2 separate regions of the Gossypium hirsutum genome follow, and region 1 is linked to region 2. A link is a contact called in public Hi-C data. All regions are on one chromosome and are shown on one strand. Each heading gives the region's core, a stretch centred on a gene start, on an enhancer-like site or on the middle of the called end of the contact. The rest is flanking DNA. Distances are from core to core; before and after follow the strand shown. Region 1 holds the start of LOC107886538 (protein DETOXIFICATION 29). Region 2 holds the start of LOC107886540 (60S ribosomal protein L27a-3).

The links. Hi-C and Micro-C count contacts between places; a contact is called where the count stands out from the background.
Region 1: a contact with region 2 is called in a Hi-C map of fibers, with 5 times the contacts expected there. The contact joins the promoter of LOC107886538 here to the promoter of LOC107886540 in region 2. A contact is called at or near these places in 9 of 34 Hi-C or Micro-C datasets (callus, fibers, hypocotyl and 2 more).

What each region holds. Positions count from the first base shown.
Region 1 is chrA03:97,390,844-97,395,320 of Gossypium_hirsutum_v2.1, reverse strand. LOC107886538 (protein DETOXIFICATION 29) reads left to right here and starts at 2,743. Exons shown (of 8, transcript XM_016810531.2): 1 at 2,743-3,313; 2 at 3,420-3,961. The coding sequence starts at 2,975. LOC107886539 (protein DETOXIFICATION 29) reads left to right here. Exons shown (of 8, transcript XM_041109192.1): 5 at 1-126; 6 at 211-329; 7 at 457-543; 8 at 628-864. The coding sequence ends at 720.
Region 2 is chrA03:97,137,934-97,142,708 of Gossypium_hirsutum_v2.1, reverse strand. LOC107886540 (60S ribosomal protein L27a-3) reads right to left here and starts at 1,874. Exons shown (of 1, transcript XM_016810533.2): 1 at 1,211-1,874. The coding sequence starts at 1,769. The coding sequence ends at 1,329.

The DNA.
Region 1 (4,477 bases), core at 1,494-3,993, 250 kb before region 2:
TCATCTTTAGGGATGATTATCCCCACTTGTTTTCAAATGATTCACAAGTTCAAGAGATGGTTATAGACCTCACACCACTCTTGGCCATCTGCATTATCATCAACAATATTCAACCTGTCCTCTCAGGTTTCGTCTTCTTTTGCTTCTTAATTAGTTTCAGGGATATCAGTTACCTTTAAAACATTATAAACAAAATTATTTATTATATAGGAATGGCCGTTGGAGCTGGATGGCAAACTGCTGTTGCCTATGTAAACATTGCATGTTACTATATTTTTGGAGTTCCTCTGGGTCTCACATTAGGTTTTGCGCTTAACCTGGGTGTCAAGGTATGTATCTTCTCCATCATCCAACTCAAATAAAAACTTTTCAAGAAAATCTTTGTAGTGCAAGAGAATTTATAAAAATGCTGAGTGCTGCAAACACTCAATTGCTTCTTTTAATTTTACTCTCCAGGGAATTTGGTGTGGGATGTTAACAGGAACAGTCGTGCAAACTTGTGTACTAGTAGGAATGATTTACAGAACCAATTGGACCAAAGAGGTAAGAAAAATTAAACAGATATATAGAAAAGAACTACAAATGTTGCATCTAACTTGAATTATATATATATATATATTATTGCAGGCTTCAATTGCGGAGGAAAGGATAAAGAAATGGGGAGGCGAAATTCACTCTGAAGAGAAGAATATGCTACAAGATAATAATAACAATAGCTAAAAAGAATGTTAATGAGAGCTATTGTGTTTTCATCTATTGGAGGAACCCTAATTTCAGTCAGAGAACTGCTTTCCTATTAATAGTGGCATTAGGTTTGAAATATTTAAATAAATTAATTATTATCAACATCCTAATTTTAAATGATCTTGAACTATTATTTTATTTTTAAATTACGGATTTAAATTTTATATAATTATTTTTACATCTATAAATAAAGTGTTTTATCAAGAAATTAAGTAAAATCATTTCATAAATCTTTCATCAATAGCTATCAATGCATGTAAGCATTTTTTTAGTACATTACAAACAATGTATAACTAGCATGTGACAGATGACATAGAATTTTTTTTTATTTCAAATGTTTAATTACTTTTAAATTTATATAACATAATAGATTTCTTTTATTTTGGTTTTTAAAAGTCTTGTTTTCATCTTCAATATCCATTTGTTAATCATACCTCAAAATGTAATTTTTAACACAAATTTCCTCTAATTCTGACAATGTTTTGTGGAATCGAGGGATTTGTAAAAACCTGGCCATGTTTTAAACATTCGGTCCCACCAGGTCAGGAAAGCGGGTCCACGTCAGTGCGTTTTATACTGACATGGCAATATGTTACCCCAAGGGTGCGATTTGCTGGCATTTTCCCCCTAAAACGCTCCTACATGGACGCATTTTGCTAAAACCGGCCATTTCCGATAAATAATGTGGAAATTAGCCTATTTTCATAAATATACTTGGAGATGAGCATTTTTAAGTAAATCACCCCAAATAAATAATAACTACAAAACAAAAATATACCTTCAAAATAATATTTGTTGTTGCCTCATTTCCTTCCAAAACAACAAATTCAAATGAATAATAAATATTAAAAAATATTAAACAAATAAATTATAATTAAAAAAAATTACCTTTCAAAAAATTTATTGTTGCCTCCTTTCACACTAATCCCTAAATCAAACATATAATAAATATTAAAACCACATAACAATATATTCCTCCCTTTAAAGCCCTAAACAAAAAAAAATTACAATAATAAAACTTAACCTTTCAAAACTTTTCTTCTCTTCTGTGCTACATCTTCCCATTCTTCTCTTCTCATAAACTGTTAGCTTCTCTTACAATTTTTTTTATTTTTTATTTTTTTTTTACAGCTGAGAGGACCATGGCCCCTCTTTTAAAATTCATTTTTTTCACCCGTGTCTTAAATCAACCCATTTAAGTCATCAGACCCCTTGAGTGTGTGGTCACTTTTGTCGTAGAAAGGTGTCGCCTAACACGATGCCTCCACTAGTGTTGCCTGTCAGGTTACCTCCTCCATACTTTAAAAATTAATTTTTCTTAACCCATATTATAACCGGTATAAACTACATACAAGTGTCGCCTCTTCTACTTCTTCCATCATTTAAATATATTTTTTAACACAAATTATATACTTAATGATAGGGTTATGATTGCTAGCAAAATAAACTATGCCTCCATTGGTGTTGCCTTTCATGTTCCTTTCTCCGGCCTTTAAAAATGATTTTTCCTCAACCTGTATTTTAACCGGTGTAAACTAGATACATGTGTTGCCTGTCCCACTCCCTCCATCATTTAATTATATTTTTTAACACAAATTATATTCTTAATGATGAGTTATGATTGCTAGCAAAATAATGGTGGAGCCGCCACCTTCAAACCCTCCATCCCTAAATAATATTCAATCCATATATTTTGGTAAATAATAGAGATGGAATACTATTTAAAGATTATTTTTATATTATCCAAGTAAAAAAAAAATCCTTTAATCTAATTATAATGTATCCAAACAATTTTAAAATAACAATATAAATATTTAAAATATTAAAATAATGGTCAAAAAGGTTGGGCGAGAAAAAGCGTAAAATATTAACTCTGATTTCGCCCTTGAGAAAAAAAAAAACATTATATTAAGGAGTTGGTCATGCTTTGCAAAATCATTTTATACCAAAGGAATGTTAGACCGAAATTAAGTCATATGTAGCAAAAAACCAAAACATTTGATGGTAGGAAAAATTATGGATAAAATTCATAAAATTCGGTAATTTTTTTAAAAGATAGTGTAATTTCTGAAATGTTTTTTTTTCAACATATTTACATAAATTTCCCGGATTGAATTTTATTTTAAAATTCGAATATAAATTTATACACTTAAAATCTCCAAACAAATCATTCTTCTATCCAAAAATATTATCTACATCTATCTTGGCCGATTGCTCTTTGTGCTCTCATATGGCTATGGAGGATGCTGAGCAACCGCTTCTTTCCCCTCGGCTAGTCGGCGAGGACAGCCACCACCAGGAGCAGTTACTTTCTAGACTATCAAACACCACCTTCACGGCCGGCATCGATGACATCCCACCGATCAACGGCGTCCGTGACTTCTTCAGAGAATACCTGATAGAGTCCAAGAAGCTCTGGTTCCTTGCTGGCCCCGCCATCTTCACATCTCTTTGCCGATACTCCCTCGGCGCTATCACTCAAGTCTTTTCCGGCCAAGTTGGCACTCTAGCTCTTGCCGCCTTCTCCGTGGAGAATTCATTCATCGCCGGTTTCTCCTTCGGCGTCATGGTAAATCTGTAAATTAAATTTCCTTCGTTAATAGTTTTAGTTTTAGTTTTGTTAGCTTAGTTACAAATAACAGTAATCGCAGAATACTTGATTAAAACTTGAATAGCTTGGGATGGGAAGTGCACTCGAAACTTTATGCGGCCAAGCATTTGGAGCAGGGCAGGTTGGTATGTTAGGGGCGTACATGCAAAGATCATGGGTCATCCTCAACTCAACGGCTTTGATGTTAAGCTTGTTATACATATTCGCGTCAAAATTTTTGAGGGTAATAGGCCAAACAGAAAGCATATCGAAGGCGGCCGGAATGTTCGCAATGTGGATGTTGCCTCAACTGTTTGCTTACGCGTTCAACTTTCCGATGGCGAAGTTCTTACAGGCGCAGAGCAAGATCATGGTGATGGCGGTGATAGCAGGAGTGGTGTTGGTTCTGCACACTGTATTAAGCTGGCTCTTGATGCTAAAGCTGGGATGGGGCCTAGCGGGTGCAGCCGTTGTTTTAAATATGTCGTGGATTTTCATAGTTGTGGCTCAGTTTTTGTACATAATTAGCGGCGCTTGTGATCGGACTTGGACCGGCTTCTCTTGGAAGGCATTTCAACATCTGTGGGGTTTTGTTAGATTGTCTTTAGCTTCAGCAGTAATGCTCTGGTAAGTCCCCTAGGCAGAAAAAAACTAAAAATCATTTTTAAAAATGAATTAGGTCTTTTTATTTTTTTTCAAAATATAAATCCCTAAATTTATTATTCCAATTTCAACGTGATTCTATGTGTGAGAAATGCTTTATAACATTTTTAAGAACGAGTTTAAACCCTTTACCTAAAACTTATTTTAAATGCTTAATTTTAATTTCACGTAATTATTTATATAAATTTTAACTTTTTATTTAATTCTCATAAATTATTGATATTGTTATTTATTTCACATCTGTTTACATTTATTTATTTTATATTTATACCGAAAGTTACGTTTCAAAATTGATATAATTTTTTTAAAATATACTTTGAAACAAATACATTGAAAAAAAAATAATTTTAAATTTTGGGCTTTTTAGAATTATTTTTTTAAAGATTTCAGTTGAATACCTACCGTTCATTCATTTTTCTTTGAAATATTTTATATGAAGTTCCAATACAAGACATGACAAGATAGAAACAATATCATTTC
Region 2 (4,775 bases), core at 625-3,124:
ATGAGTAAACAACTAATTCCTGCAACCCAACGCTTATTGTACATAAAAAATAAGCTTGAAATATGATATCACATTACCGCCATTGAAAAAGATGCAACTGTGCTGCAAACATTACTATCCCCAAACGAGCTTCCATCCCCATTACAGATTGCAGGAGAAGATTTCAAAAGTTCCCTAATTCAACAAGAATTTATTTTTAAATACATAGTTACTTGAAGGGGGCTTTAACAAAACTAAAGGTGTGTGCGTCAACCTTACCAGATGAACATGTAGCAATGATAAGACCCTCCAGATAGGGTTTTGGTTTCAGTATCTTAACCACGATCCACCCAAGAATTATTCCAACCAGAAAGGTGAGGCCGATGTTTACAGGCATAAACCACCTGTGAATTTAACGATCAGATTCAAACGAAGCCACATTTGGTACAAAAGTTCTCATGTGTATATGTGCTTTTTCTCTGCTTAATCAACACTTTTGTTTTATTTTAGTGGAGGGTTCAAAAATTAGCTGTTGCATCGATAGTCTGCCTTTCAAAATTTTCAGAGACAAAAGAAGAATAGATGTTTATACTTATTTGTTGAGCAACCATCATTCTACTTCGTTTCTTTATGATGCAAACGGTTGAGCAGAGTGGGGAAGCAGCGGCTGAGTCGACCTGGAGGGGACAACTTAGGACGGTGTTGGGTCGGAACGCAAGCCCAAAAAATAATAAAATGTTCAATTTTGATTAATAATTAGTCCTTTAAAGTTTAAATTGGTATGCAATCGCGAATTGTCATCTGTAAAGGACAATGACCAAAATGATGAACGTGAATTACAATAATTGCGAATTTAAATCACTGAGCCAAAGGCTTACTCCAATCCAGACATAAGCACTTGATAATAATCTTAATTTCAATATCTTTTTTCCAGCATTGATTAGCAAAGGGACCACTCTTGATGGAGATTTTCCAACACTACTCTATCGAAGGAGGAATTACCTCATGTATCATAAAATCTAGAGACGAAATTATGAAAAACATTGTTGACAACAAAAGAATGGCAGTGCATTGGAAGGTTAAGCCAATTTGGGAATGAATGGATTGATACAGAATGTGCAATGGTCTGACGATAGAGATAGCACGAAAAGCTAATAATAATCTCAGTAAAGTATCAAGAATTTCCGCATCTTAACTTAAATCAAGCAAATGCAACAAAGCAAAACACAAGTAAATAAACACCATACCATATATTGTTGAAGCAAAATTAAGAATGTTATGGTAAAATCTCATTTAAAAAATTAAGTCCTAGATGATAATATAAGAGATCCAAAAGCAAAAACCCTAACCTAGGCAGTGAGAACAACCGCCCCACCAGCCTCCTTAATCTTCTTCTCAGCAGTCTTAGATACTAACTTAGCCTTAACCACCATCGGTTGATTCTGGGGCAGCACACCTTTTCCCAAGACCTTAAAGTACCCGAACTGGGTCACGTCGATCATCGGCGCCGAATCCTTGTTGGCCTTTGCCTTCACGTCTTGTGGAACGAGAGACCAAAGCTTGTCGATGTTGACGATGGGGCAGTAAAACTTGTTGCAGAGTTTGTGGAAGTACCTCATACCCACTTTCCCGAAATACCCAGGGTGATACTTGTCGAAGAGGATCCGGTGGTGGTGCATACCTCCGGCGTTTCCTCGACCCCCCGGGTGCTTGCGGTGCTTGCCGATACGGCCATGACCGGCGCTCACGTGGCCGCGCTTCTTACGATTCTTCTTGAAACGGGTTGACATTGTTAGATACTTGGATTGAACGGGACTTCTGAAGCGCGGCTTATAGACGAGAAAAATGAAAATAGGGTTTTGTCAGTTTTTATTGTGTGGTGGACAATGGGGTTTTGCCTTTTAGGGCTTTGTGATTTGATGGATCTAAACAGGGGTTGGCCCTTATCACGTTGGGCTTAAAGGTTCATTTGGATCCTAGAATTGTGATTTTTTTTTTTTATAAATTTGCTGATAGGAGGTTATTTTCATATTTGGGAAAATATATAGATAAATTTAGCATAGGATATATTTTGATTGGGGTTGGGCCTTAAGGTTAGTTTCACATTTGCTCGGCTAATGTGTTCACTACTAATTTAAGTAAACTAATATAATATTAGTGATAAAGTCCAGTAAATCATGTTTCATTTGCTTTTGTTGAAAGGGTTGTAACAAACAACCACAGTTTTTAAGGTAGCGTTGCAGCCTACAAATTGCCTCGCGATACCGGAAAAGCTTAGCTAGTTGAACCATGACAATCAACCGAACACGTCGTTGCGTTAGCCATGTGGATTTCAACACGCTCACTTCCGGGGTACATTTAAGAGCAGGAAAATGAAAGCCCTCTCTTTGCTGAACCTCAAAGCTACAGCCTTGCTTCCCTTCTTGGCAACAGTTTTATTTCAAAGTTACAACTGTGGTTGCAGTGGGAAATTTTGGTTATTGTTTTATAGTCATCTTATTCTTCACTCACTGCTGTATGTATTGTTTCAGCTTCGCCTCAAATCAACACTTAAATCACTGTGGTACCAAGCAAGAAATTAACCTTATGCCTCACTCACTTAATGCATTTCTCATGCTTACGGGTAGACGGTAATAGTACTAGAAAATAAAGAAAACTCGATCAAAGTATCGTCTTCAAAATAATTTTAACCTACATAGTTTAGATCTCAAAATACCAATTACAAAATAAGATGGTCACCAAGTGAATTACCAATTTATGGTTCCATAATAAATGTCTATTTCTTTCCCTTCTACATCCATGAACTTTACCATAACTTCTTGAACACGTACGACCACATTAAGCAATGGCACCACATATAACACACCATTCCCAGATTAGTAAATTGCTAATGTCAATGAAGCAGGGCAGCTAAGACATATGCTTTTCGTACTTTCATTTTGGTCTGCAACACCTATTAATAAGATGGGTTTCAGCATGGAAATTGGGGATTAATGGCTCAACTACGGGCATAATCGAACCGAGCCAAGCCTGAATACTGCCAAGCTTAAGCTCGGCTCAAGATATAATCGAGCTTGATTAAGCTCGTTTACTAATTTCTGAACTCGAGCTCAAGCTCAACTCAATAATTAAGTTTAAGGTTAATAATACATATTAAGGATAATAACGTAATTTAATAATATAAAATTATAAAAAGCTCAATAAGGCTTGCGAGTTTGAGTCAAGTATTACTACGCTCAAAGTTGGCTCGAGGAGAGCTCGACTCGATAATTACCAAAGCAAGTTTGAAGTTTTTTCGAGTTGAACTCAAGTAACTTGTGAGTACCAAGAGACTGCATCGACTAAAATTTATTCCAAAATTCACCAACACAAAAGAAAGCTATCGCTAGTCCCCCATAAGATTCATCATCATAAATTTCCATGCCAAAGTTTTGAATCGCTTCAAACTATGCAGGAAAACCTTAATGGCATACATCACGTACAACAAGCCATTGCACTCGGGGCTATAAGTATTCAACTTAAGTCCATGTCTACCAAAATCTATGGTATGCAACAAAACACAACTAGATGAACTACATATCTCAAAACTTATCACATATAATATCTATAGTTGAGCCAAAATTACGAATGTTAATGCAAAATTTAATTTCAAAATAAGTCTAAGATAATAATATAACAGAGATGCCATTCAGATCTAAAATCAAAAGATCTAACCTAAGCGGTGAGCACAACCGCACCACTAGCCTCCTTAATCTTCTACTCAGCAGTCTTGGACACCAACTTAGCCTTAACCACGACCGGTTGGTTCTCGGGAAACACACCTTTTGTTAAGAACTCAGTAGCATAAACAATGAAAATTGGAAGAAAGGAGAAAATAGATTCAGGAAAATAAAATCAGTTTTTGGTTTTTCATGCCGTTTTTGCTTACAACCGAAATATTAAATAGTAAGTCTTATAACCAATTCAGTAGCAGACAAAATCCGTTAAGTTTTTTGGCGCCCTCCTTTCTCTCACTCCTCTGCGCGGGTGTGTATGTGCCTTATTCTCCAACTGAGCATTCTCCTGCTGCTTCGCCTCCTGCTTAAGAGATTCAGTGTCGACATGGTCAGTAGGATCTTGCATCATGACATCACCCCCCTCTTCAATTGGAACCTTGTTCTCAAGGTTCGAATGGACTTCTTGATGGCCAGCATGGTTGAGTAGCAAGGGTAATGGTGTGACCTGTTATATTGGTTGACCCCGGTGAGGTTTAAGTTGTGAAATGTGAAAGACAGGATGGAGTCGAGCGGATTCTGGAAGTTTCAATTTATACGCTACTGCTCTCACCTTTTTTTCCACTTGATATGGTCCAAAAAAACATAGACTGATTTTTGTTGCCTTCTCAACCAAAGAGATAATTGCCGATACGGTTGTAGGTTTACAAAAGCCCAACTTCCCACTTCCAACTTTAATTCCCTTCGTTGTTGATCTGCCTAATTCTTCATTCTGTTCTGAGCTTGCATCAGATCTTTCTTTAGCACGCGAAGTAACTCATCTCACTCCTGGAGAGCACGGTTAACCCGTTCATTTCTTGGAGCACCTTTTAAATAATCTATCATGAGGGATGGGTCTCGGCCATACAAAGCCTTCAATGGCGTCATGCCTACTAAACTTTGATATGATGTGTTGTACCAGTATTTTGCCCAAGATAGGTATTGCTCCCATTTCTTGGATCTTCATCTGTCATACACCTTAAGTACATATCTAAGCATCTGTTTAAGGCTTCAGTTTGTCCATCAGTTTGGATGTGGTATGTC